Linked DNA regions of Zea mays: all the other regions are linked to region 1. A link is a contact called in public Hi-C data. All regions are on one chromosome and are shown on one strand. Each heading gives the region's core, a stretch centred on a gene start, on an enhancer-like site or on the middle of the called end of the contact. The rest is flanking DNA. Distances are from core to core; before and after follow the strand shown. Region 1 holds the start of LOC100276026 (putative plastid-lipid-associated protein 13 chloroplastic). Region 2 holds the start of LOC103645804 (auxin-responsive protein SAUR36). Region 3 holds the start of LOC100384859.

Evidence for each region. Hi-C and Micro-C count contacts between places; a contact is called where the count stands out from the background.
Region 2: a Hi-C map of tassel shows a contact between it and region 1, with 2.1 times the contacts expected there. The contact joins the promoter of LOC103645804 here to the promoter of LOC100276026 in region 1. A contact is called at or near these places in 2 of 25 Hi-C or Micro-C datasets (ear and tassel).
Region 3: a Hi-C map of ear shows a contact between it and region 1, with 2.5 times the contacts expected there. The contact joins the promoter of LOC100384859 here to the promoter of LOC100276026 in region 1. A contact is called at or near these places in 2 of 25 Hi-C or Micro-C datasets (ear and tassel).

The regions. Positions count from the first base shown.
Region 1 is chr2:3,357,110-3,361,067 of Zm-B73-REFERENCE-NAM-5.0, forward strand. It overlaps LOC100276026 (putative plastid-lipid-associated protein 13 chloroplastic), which reads right to left and starts at 2,148. Exons shown (of 7, transcript NM_001149916.2): 1 at 1,852-2,148; 2 at 1,403-1,524; 3 at 873-956; 4 at 689-785; 5 at 90-306. The coding sequence starts at 2,067. LOC100192020 reads right to left here. Exons shown (of 3, transcript NM_001137444.2): 3 at 2,764-3,790. The coding sequence ends at 3,010.
Region 2 is chr2:3,850,693-3,854,650 of Zm-B73-REFERENCE-NAM-5.0, forward strand. It overlaps LOC103645804 (auxin-responsive protein SAUR36), which reads left to right and starts at 1,714. Exons shown (of 1, transcript XM_008670524.2): 1 at 1,714-2,781. The coding sequence starts at 1,842. The coding sequence ends at 2,399.
Region 3 is chr2:3,833,029-3,836,986 of Zm-B73-REFERENCE-NAM-5.0, forward strand. It overlaps LOC100384859, which reads left to right and starts at 1,877. Exons shown (of 17, transcript NM_001326400.1): 1 at 1,877-1,999; 2 at 2,093-2,251; 3 at 2,638-2,765; 4 at 3,911-3,958. The coding sequence starts at 2,649.

The sequences.
Region 1 (3,958 bases), core at 898-3,397:
AACATGTGTTCCTAGTATATACAGATCCAGCAATGCTAGTATTCTAAACTAACATATTGCTAGAAGAGTGTGAAGCCCTGTGTACTTACTAAGTGGCAATTTAAGCCCCTCTGAAACAGCATCCCTTATAGGGCTAGGAAGTTGTTGTAGAGCTCCTGCAGTTTGGCCAAGCAAGCCCTTTAACTGTTCAGGCAATGATTCTTCATTGATTCTGGGAATCTCTATAAGGCCCTCAACATATTCCTCTTTCATCCTGATGGGGCCCTCAACAGACAATTGAGTAGTCAGTAAAAACTTGCTTTGTATCTGAAAACAGAAAAAAAAGACAGTTGCTAAATTGTGAGAATGGGAGTGCTGAGTGCAACAATAAAGCAATCCCCGATCATACAGAAACATTCAGCTTGCAGATGATATAAACACTAACAGCCTGCTAATAAATGACTTCAGTATAATTAATTATGAAGTATTCTCAGCTTATGAAAGCTTTTGCGCACGATCTATTATGGTAGCAGATATAGACACAGAATGGCTTCATTATAGAAGGTGAATCCTGCATCTTGTAAGCCATATTGACTAACGAAGCACATAAATGTCATATAAAACGTAATCTTAAGTGTTATCTGCACCTTGTAAGCCATACTGACTATGCAAAAAAAGTAGGTACACTCCTAAAATCTTCTGACATTACCGTGTTTACAAACTTGAGGTTTGATGAGAGCTTGGAGTATCCATCCTTGATCAGCACATCAAGTCCCATAAAGTGTGCAACAGCCGTAGGTGACCTCCTTCAAATTAGAACACATTTGCTATCAGGAGAAGCTTGACTTAAACTGAATTCAAGTCAAATGAAGCAAGCAGCGACAGGGACATACTCAAACAAAAGACGGGCTGCAAATGCTCCAGGACTACTATCACCAAACCATTCAAAGTTCCATCGACCCTCCAGAAACGGCGATCTGCAAAGTAAATAGATGTTGCGGAATTTTTCAAGTTAATGTAATATGCTTACACATAAAAGCTTTTTTGGTTAGAATCAAAGGTGTTCATCTTATCTCAGTGCTTAAGGTCATGTTTGAATGCACTAGAACTAATAGTTGGCTGCTAAAATTAGCTAAAGACACTCAAACAACCCAACTAATAGTTTAGCTTTAGCCTATTAGGTACTTTTAGTTGAAAACATCCAAACACCTACAGCTAATAGTCCAGCTAACTGTTAGCTACACCCTCGACTACCTAAATTTAGCTAATAGTTAGCCAGCTCTTTGTTAGTTAGCTAATTTTACTAGCAAATTTTTAGCCGCCTAATTGTCAGCTCAAGTGCATTCAAGCGGGTCCTAAATCTTAAAAAGTATCTCAATTAAGCTACAGCACATATTATGTCTTTGTTTTGGGTAGCACTTACGTTGTGGGGCGCGGTGTGGGATTCAGGCGTTCAAGTCCAACGATTCGCTCATTGACATCGATCCTCTGCATCTCAGTGGTCTTCCCGCTGACTAAGGCCTCGAAACCCCCAGCATCTTTAAACTGAAATTGGTGATAAAAAAAAAGTCGCATGCGTTAGTCGAGAAATACCTCGAAAGTTCGGTATCAACAAGCTGATTCAAACTGTCATTTCACAACTAAGACACAAAATCATGGAAAGCCATCGTTTCCCAATTGCTGAGGTTGTGGATAAAAAATTATTGTAGTGAAATTTGGATGAAAAATGCAGGTTTAGAACTTGGCACTAGCTCCTCCTTTTTGGTAGGCTGGAGGAACAGGAGCCTCCCGCAGGCACCATCACAGGAAGGTCAGCAACTAGTACTAGGCGAGAGAGCGAGAAGAGGGAGCAGAGGAAGAGGAAGAGCTCACGGCGAGGAGCAATGACTCCTTGGCGGAGAGGCGCTCCATCTCGCGGGCGTAGCTGGCGGCGGCGCCCCCCTGGAAGGTCTGGGCCGTGGCTCTGCAGCGCCCCGCGGAGCAGCGGGTTCGGCGAGGCGAGAGGGCCACCCGGCCGTCGCGGCGGCCGCGGAAGGGGACAGGGAGGAGAGCTGGAGAGGCCGGTGCCAGCGCCACGACGGCCGCCATTGCCTGACTCGCTGGCTGCTGGGTTACAGATTTCTCTTTCGTGCTACAGTCTACAGCCACGGCTGCTGCCTTTGGCGACGTGGAAATCGCCCAGAATAGCCGGGAAAACTTGATATTTTCGATTTTTTTCCACCTCAAATGTGTTTCAACTAGGGCGGCTCGCCCATCTCCGCCCATCTCGCGAGTTTCAAAAAACGGTTCGTCTCGGCTTGTGGCTCGCTCGACGGCCGAGCCAACGAGCCTAGCCGACTCGCCGAGCCAATGAACCTAGACATAAGAAACTAGGCATAAACGTAAATATGATCTCCAAATTATAATATAAAATTTTAAAAATATTTTAAATTAATAAAATAGATATATTACTAATATAATATATAAAATAAATTATTTTTTACAGTAATCTCAAATAATATAAATTAATTGTCTACTCGTACTAATATTATATGCTAATTAAGATTTTATCTAACAAATTATTGTTAGATCGAGCCACGGTGCAGCTCGTGTGAGCTGCACCGAGTCGAGCCGAGCTAGCTCGCTCTTTTCACGAGCCACAAAAACATACTCAGTCGGACTCGTTCTGAGCGTCGAGCCGGTCCGAACCGAGCTGCGAACCCGAGCCAGCTCGTCGAGCTCGAGCTTTTTTTTTTAGCCCTAGTTTTGACGAGTCACACAGCAACACTAGGACAGTCAAACAGGTTTGTCACACAGGTTTGTCATGGGCTAGCAGCCTGCTAGCTTACCGACCAACAAAATGCAAGCTGCACGACAGTTTAACGTTTTCTCGAACTTATATGTTAAAAAAAGAAAGCTGAAATCTAGAGTTTAATCCATTGACGTCGCAACACAACACAACAGTCCAACCGCCTAGCGCTGCAAGGCGAAAATTCACAGTAGCAAAAGGAGGGAGCACATGGCATCTCATTGCCTAGAGCACCTCGACTCTCATGCAGCACCTCTCCGCTGCTCCGTCTCGCCATGGGCGAAGTGGCACCGGTCACCAAAAGTACAGGCACCCTTCAAGAAGTTCTCGCACAGCTTCGTCTTGTAGTTGCTGCTCTTGCCCCCTGGACCACCGCCTCGGCCTCCTCCTGCTGGTGCCGCGGCAGCAGATGGATTTTTCGCTGGCATGCTTGCGCTGATGGTTGCGATGAGATCACGCACCAAGTCGCTGGCTTGCTTGATCTGGTCAAAATTGCCTTCCAGCTCGATGTTCTTTAGGTTGGGGTTAGACTCGTGGTCGCGGATGGAGAGCTTGACGCCTGTAATTCTACTTATCTGCTTAGTGTTGACCCCACCCTTGCCGATTATGCCACCGGCCAGAGAGGCGTCCACACTGATCTTGGCAGTCGCCGAGGCACCAAAGTTTCCTGCTGGAGGGCCCATGGCAGCTGGTTGCATAGGTTCAGCTCGTCCATATCGACCACCCATAGGAGGTCCTTCTTGAGACATGTAGGCTGGCTTCGCAAGCTCTCTTTCGCTATGAGCGAAATGGCACTTATCACCGAACTTGCAGCCTTCTGTAGTGTTGTACTTGGTGCACATGCGTGTCTTGACCGTAGAAGCTGGATGAGAGGCACCGGTAAGAGCGGCATGATCCACATGAGTTCTTGATGGCGCAGATACAGCAGAGCTACTTAGATTCAGCATTTTTGCAACTGCCGGGTAACCACCAGGGACAAAGTGCAGAAAATGACATCCCTCGCCAAACGGGCACCCAATCGTACTACAACATTCAACACAAAAACCATATTATTTATGAAGGCCATCTAATGATTTTAAGTATGCAGCAATGATCTTTCAATATATGAGATAAAATAAAATACACAAACATCTAAATCGTATATTCAGGCATATTAGAGTAAAATATAAACAAAGCATAATACCATATAAT
Region 2 (3,958 bases), core at 464-2,963, 490 kb after region 1:
GGCAGAGCATAAAAAATGTGGCTTCCACTCCAAACAAATTATAAAACGGCTTGGGCTCGGAACTGTTTTTAGGAGCCGGAGCCGTGAGGGTTTTATACGACCAGACCGATGGATACGAAGCCCGTGCTGCATGGCTGGACCAGCACATCGGGTCCAGGCGGCTGGCGTGTGTAGGAACCGCGTGCTTTGCTGCTGCCTGGATGGATTTGAGACTTGGGAGTGCTTTTGGCTGAACGAACCGAGGCGATCCCCAGTTGGGACAGGGCAGGCTGGCAGAGGTCAAGGGATCTTGGCTGCACCAAGCTTATTGCTACTAATGGAAAAAAGAAGAAGATTTGACAGCCAAGTCACCAGACAAGGGAGATCTGTGGGCAGCTAAGGCGCCTATATTTGACTCCATTGATGCAGGCACATCGTGTTCCCCTACTCCATCGATGCTAGATGCCGGAATCATCCCAAACCTAACTTTCTACCTAGCCCATCTGTTTAGTTCGCATCAACAAGGATTAAAAATCAGTAGCCAACCTTCTTGGCCTCATAACTGTCAGATGACGAGCAGGAAAAAAAATTTGAAAACAGTGGTGGCAAGCAGCAACAATGGTTGATTATATTCTACCCATAAGTCTTTTATTGGTTAAAAACTTTTCATCCAATGGATAAACGAGTATTAGAACATTCCGTTGTCACTCATACCTATTAACCCGTGGGTATAAAATACCTAGTACAAACTTGGCCCGAAAACATAAACCTGGGCTGCAATCATCCATCTTCTTTTGACTATTTAACAACCTTTTGAGCAATAATGTCATTGGAGGCTTAACAACTATTCGACGACCATGTAATGGAACATGTATTATGTTATGTGGTACTATCCTAGTGTTGCTGTTTTATCCAATTATCTGTGGTTATATTGAATGATTGATTCAATTATGCTAGGATTTTTATAATGGAATTTATTTCTCTCTCTCGTGAGTATAGGTATGAGATAGTAATACTCGATGTCAGTGGGTATATTAAACCATTGACATGTCTAGCCTCGACCAGCTAGCTGTATGGATGTAAATGAGTCATCCACGACTATCTATCTATGTCAGCAGACCTGGAAGCAGAAGCAGGGCGTTGCACTCTCAAGTCTCGTCAGGGAAACCCCTGGATGGAAAGCTTATTGAGGTATTACAGATTCCTACATGAACAAAACCAGAAAGGCTGGAATTAAGGTATATATAGGTGCGTATAGCTAATCAATGAGAATACAGGCATAGGATATGCCCATATGCAAAGGATAAAGAGGTTAGGAGGGATCACCCTGTAACCTTCCATCCTTTTAATAACATCAGTAGGCACCAGCTCCTTGGTGCACTTTTGAAGGCTCTGAAAAAGAACGAAACGCCGTCGCCCGTCCAGCAGGCAGCAGGGCAGGCAGTGCTGGCCTGGCCCTGGGAACAGAACAGCGACCATTCGAAGCCCGTGGTGCAGTGCATGCCTGGACCTGCAAATCTGGCATGGCGCCTAGCGGATTTGTGACTGTCAAGCGATCGAGCCACCCAACAAATAATTAATTATAATGCGCCTGTCTGCCGAATTCCAACCAGGATTGATTAATTAGGAATTCCTAGCTATGGCACCGCACGAGATATAAATAAAAGCCCTCAAAAAAATTCTCAGAGCTGTCGCTATATATCTCAAAGTAACCTTATTAAACTTTTACCCGTCGCTTCAGCGAGGTATACAGTCATCAAACATACGTCACCATATATAGCCCTTGTTCACGTTCGATATATATAGCCCGGCCTTGTTCATGGCCGACGCTCACCACGACCTGTCTCTCTCTCTCTATATATATGTATATGTCCACCACAAGGTCCACAGCCTCGACTGCGCAACTGCGAGCCTCCACAGCAAAGAGAAGCAAAACCACCCAACAACCCGGCCGCTCGAGCAGCTCCAGCTCCAAGCCTCCAAGCATCATGTGCAGGGTGGCGTTGACGATCCCGTCGCTCGTCTGGCTACGGCGCGCGCTGCGGCGGTGGCGGTCCCGCGCCGCGGAGGCGGCATCGTCCTCCTCTGACGCCGCGGTGCCGGCGGGGCACGTCGCCGTGTCCGTGCAAGGCACGGCGGCGGCGCCGAGGCGGTTCGTGGTGCGGCTGGCGCACCTCAGCCACCCGGCGTTCCTGGAGCTGCTGCGGCAGGCGGAGGAGGAGTACGGCTTCCCGGCCGCCCCGGGCCCCGTGGCGCTCCCCTGCGACGAGGACCGCTTCCTCGACGTCCTCCGCCGCGTCACCTCCTCGGCCTCGTTTTCCTCCCATTCCTGTGGTCCGGTGGTGGCCGACCGGCGCGCGCGCGGCGACGCGCGGCCGCTGCTGCGCGGCATGGCCGTCGAGAGGAACCTCGTCTGGTGACCGCGACGCGTGCGAGCGAGACAAGCCGGCAGCGGGAAAATTGAACGACTCGCATGGTGGGCATGCAGTTCGTGCCCCTCATACGATCGAGTGGGGGGGGGTGGCGGGCGTCCTCCTCCCGTGCCCTACGTGAAGACGAAGGCCGCGAGCGTCGAGCGAGGCTGCGAGGGCAACAACTGCAACCGGGGAAGCTAGCCACGGGGCAGCTAGTCTTGTAGACTGTGCTTGGAGGGAAAAAAAATTTGGTCCAAGATAAAGAGAGCGTACGTGAGGATTATATTCTTTGATTTTGGTGGTGTTTTCTTCATCTCTGTAATAACCCAACAATTAATCCATCGTGCAAAGTAATAAACAGGTCATTGTTGTCTTCCTCCGAATGAAATATATAATTGGCAATGAACCGGTATTTGTCGTGGTTTATATATACTATATCCGTTTCGTTTTAGTTGTCACTTGATAGTACAAAATTAAACTATCCAGCAATAACTAAAAAAACGGAGGGAGTACATACATACATGCCAATGACCTTGTGTAAGAAGGCTGTGACATGTAGGTTACATATATATCCTCCTCCACTTACAGTGGCTAACGCAATAGGGAAGTTGGAATTCGATCCTCCAGCCTGATGATGTGCACGTACACATCGCGCAGAGAGCAGCGCGGGCATGTGCCCGACAATTTGTCCAGCAACGTCGTCCGGGCGGAACATGTCAGGTGCTGCGGCAAGTCCGGAACGCCCGCATGCTCCCAAAGCAACACTTGGCGTGGCGTCCTGATCGACCCACGTTCGAACGCACCACCGTATCCTCTCGCCGATTCGCCGCTCGCCACGTAGCCCATCCCGGCAGAGAGGAGGATCCGGCGCCGGTCGCCGGAGTGCCGGACGGATTCCGGCCAGTTGCACTGCACCTACGGCTGGGGCGCGAAACGTGCGGCGCGAGCCCCGAATCTTTTCTCTGTAAGAAAGATGATGGCCCAACCGAATTTGCGTCGCCTTTTGGCTGCCGTTACTGGATCACATCATCATCATCATCTATCGTCTAGCTGTTGTTGGTGTTTTTATTTAGCAGGATCGGAGGTCTTATTTTTAGTCTAGAGTTCCTTTTTTATTTTCTTGATCGGAGGAGCTTAATATATATTACTAGACTTGCATTGTATATATTATATATAAGCTTGAAATCTGTGGAAGGACCAAGCAGGATGCATGCACCTGTCCCGTCGTCCTTCTGGTGCTCCGCTGTACGCATTGTGACTGCGGCCCAGTGCCCAGTAGTACTCCACTACCATTCTTTTTTTAATAAAATTTGTCTATCTAGAGGAGCAGGAACCCTTAAGTTTCTGGTTCAGCGTTGATTCTTTTTCAGTGTGAACTGTGTGTGTAAATATATCTATATATATATATATGAATCTATCTATCCCTACCTAAACAAAACCGAAGGGGGAGAGAGAGAGAGATGTTTGATGCTAGGAAGCATGTTTTATATGGCGTATATATGTAAATGGTTTGAAAATTGGGCAGATCGAGGTCGTATAGGGATCCCGTGTGCGGAGTCAGCAGC
Region 3 (3,958 bases), core at 627-3,126, 480 kb after region 1:
TCGAAATCAAAGAAAACATATCTCAAGTAACCTTGGTCGTCCAACTGAAGACGGAAGTAGATAAATTGTATCAAATCCGTTTAACTTCATCTCTAGAACGTTTAAAGTTTTTAAATGCGTAAGGCATGTTTTTTTGGACACGATGAGTATGTGTGATTTTTAGAGTTGGTTGATTGGTACAAAGATAACAAAAAACGAGAAATGCTTTTAGACGCGGTTGAATTGCAAGATGACTTCTCCTAGTATTCAAAAATATACTGCAAGATATTGTGCAGAATAATTTATACATATGATAATGTGAGAGATCGGAAATAAAAAGTTCTCCATTCTTATTGATAAGTCGTGTGACATATCCGCGGATGAGCAAATAACGGTAATACCAAAATCTGCCAGTTGATTATAACCATTTCATGAATGGAATGTTAGCTTAATCTTATACAACCGAATTCTCAATTTAGATATGTTGATGTTAAATAGAATGTCGTACTGAAACAATTTCTTACTTTACACCATATCACATATACTATATCTAAAGCATTAAAGGTAGTTTTATTTGACATCTTAGACAAATATAATTTATATATGTTTAGGATACAGGGATATGGTACGATGAAGCTTTAAATATCAAAGGTGAATTTATTGGGCTATAGAAAAAAGTTTTTACGTGAGAATCCAAATACTTCCTGTCGACTGCTTTGCCTATTGGTTGCCGTCAGTGATTGTTTCTATTTCTATTTATTGCTTGACTATGAATGATTACTTTGATTAGGAGTTGATGACATCGGCAGAGCCGTGGGATGAGGTGCCCAGGAGGATACCGACGATGTCTTGCTACCGTGGGTGACACATTTGCAGTGGTCAACGATGTGCCGAAGCTAGAGCAAAATTAAGGGACATATTTACCATGTGGATTCATAAAAATATTATAGACATGCATATATATTAAAAATTTTAATTTTAGTTTCTAGAGGTTACATTTGTAACCATAAAATCAACATAGATTTCCCCTAGACGATGCTGAATAACACCAAGGAGTGCATCACTATTCATTCTAGGTATGCGACGACAATTGCGCCACCTTCACCGCGTCCATCTCACCGAAACTCTAGCAGCGACTACAGATATGCGACAAACGTTGTCACTCCTCGAGATGATATGACTGGGGATGAGAGGGATGGTGTGGCGGGCACCGCTTGTGCTTTGCTTTCATCTTCCTTCTATTTCTTTCTTTCTTGCGGATCACTTTTGAATAAGAAATTGCGGGGAGGGATGGAGGCGTAAGGGCACGCATAACTCTCAGCCTTTGGATCGACTATCCAAATACAAGAGACAACTAAGAAACGGCATTATATCCCTAGATCATAAATACAACCAAAACACTATCTATAAAAAAGTTATATAAAGATGGACTCTTCGTGAAGAACTCGTCTCTTATTTTTTTCCATTAGCCTCTAAAAACTTCTCAAGATACATCTTGTTTAACTAGTCAGTTGCCCATGCTTTGTTACAACTGTTATCTATCACACAAATAGTTATTAAAATATTTATTCAAATATAATTATTGTTTATTTATAATTACTAAGATACATGTGGTTTGATGGTTGACCCCAAATTTTTGGAGAGGAAGGAGTGGATTCAAGTGCTCGTTCTGTACTATTTTTTATGCAGTGGTTGCACGAGCAGGGTCGGATGTTAGACAGGCCTGGTGCATAGAGCGGGTCTAGAGTGTACACACGGAAGATAAGTCATATAGCAGTATAGAATTCTAACAGAGTAGTATATTCCGGCCTTCTACTGTGACCGCTGCCCGATTGGAAACGGACGACCGCGTCCTTCTGGGCGGATCCGAATTGGGCCGGCCCATCAGAGTATCAGACGATCACCTCCCCCACCATTCCTCTTTCCTGCCCTCGTCCGTTTCCGCATCGGTGTATCTTCGCCCCCGGCGAAGGCGCTATCCTCCCGACCACCCGGCGGTGCCGGTACGCCGGTAAGGCAGGTGAGGAATCCGTAGGTATTTCGTTCTTATTTCACTCTCGCCCGCTGGCCCGCTCCTTATACCCAACCCTAGCCTCACTCGATTCATCCCCAGGTTGCCAGACCCCGCGACCCCGATCCCGATCGGTCGCTGGCGAGGCGGCGTGACCTACCCCGGCTCATCCTCTCAAGCCAGACGGTCTGGCTGCTGTGCATCCCCGTTTTGGCGGCTACCTTACCTCTGGCAAGGCAATCCCCCCTCACCCCTGGCAAGGTAGTTCCCCCTCCGACCCTCAATTCTTTTTGGATCTTCTCGGCACAGTAGGTCCTCGGTACTCCATAGTGACTCGTGAGTTCGATATTACACTACATAGGTGACTCAATAGTCAATAGGTGACTCGTGAGTCCCAGACTACAGATGACCATATCAAGTAGAGATTCAATTGTTCCATGTTGTATTACTTTAGTGAGTACAGTTTAGTTGTGCATCAGCCAACAATTGAGTAATGAGTTTTGTCTTGATTCTCGATGTCGGCAATGACATATTTGCGATATCGTATCGGTTTTTGGTTTTGGATTCTGAACTTATTTATTTGGTAAAAACTAAAAAACAGATCATATGAACTGACAGTTGCTGTTTGTAACTCTAAATTTCTTTAGCACGGGAGAACATGGAGAGTGCTTCAGATGTACAAATGCAACATCGTGCTGAAGATTCCGAGACTACAATTGAGATCAAAATCAAGACATTGGATTCCCAGACATACAATTTGCGTGTGAATAAATGTGTAAGTTGATAATGAACATGTGACATGTATCTCATAAGCTGGCTATTTGTATATTTACTCTACATAATTACACGCGTGTTATTTGCGCTATTACTTGTGGTCTTTGGTTGAGAAGCTTAGGGATTTTCATGAAAGATTTGTCAGAAATATTGCGCTTTATGAATTACTCCCTGCATCCCAAAATAATCGTTCGCCTAGGTTTTGAGGGGAAACAGATGGCAAATGCTGCTGCTGCCCCCTATATATTCTGTGAAAAGACTGACATGCTCCACTTCACGTTACAAGGGATAAGCCTCCATTGGTTTTCTTTACCTGTTTTAAGTTGATCTTTTATTTCTTTGGTTCATTCCACAAAGTTCTGGCTACTTCTAGCTAGCGCCGTACATAGGAACTGAGCCTCTTTGTGCAACAAAATTCAAATCACTAACGTGCAAATAATATGAGATCGAGGGAGTATAAATAATGAATGACTAGTTTGCTCAAATTTCCCTAGTCGCTTTTATAATATTCATCGTACCCAATGTTTAATCATTTTTGTGATGTAACTTGTTGATCTGAGGCATTTGGAGCAGCACTTAATTCCATTCTGTAAATTTCAGAAATATTTAAATGTGCATGTAAGTTTCTTATATTTTCTACTCATTGGGATATGGTTGGATGTTCCTAAAATTGTGTTAAATTAGCACAAAACAATATTGATTAACTTCTAATCACTGTTTCTTCTTATAAATCAAAAACTGTTTGAAAGTTCAATTGTTATGTTGTAGCAAATTGCTGTGTAAGTAGCTAGCTTGTGGTTGTTGGAACTTGGTAGCAAATAGCTCTGATAGTTTTGTCTGGGGACTTGGATATTTTTGTGCACATGGCCTTATGTGAGGCTGCACGCTAGGATAACTACGCAGTAGAGCTAACCCTTAACCTTGGCTAAGATCACAAGAAATGAAAAACCAAAATAGTTTCTTGGTGATTATGGGTTATAACATGTTAACTTATGCACTGTTCTTCCAGGATTTACTGTTTTGCTGGTGAATAGTAACATATATTTGTATCTGCAGCTTTGAAACTATAGGGTACATGAAATATTTGACATGCCATTTTTTGTTTGTCAAGGGAAACCACATGTTACTCTACTGTCCCATTTGCAGGTGCCAGTTCCTCTGTTGAAAGAGAAAATTGCTACTGTAACTGGAATA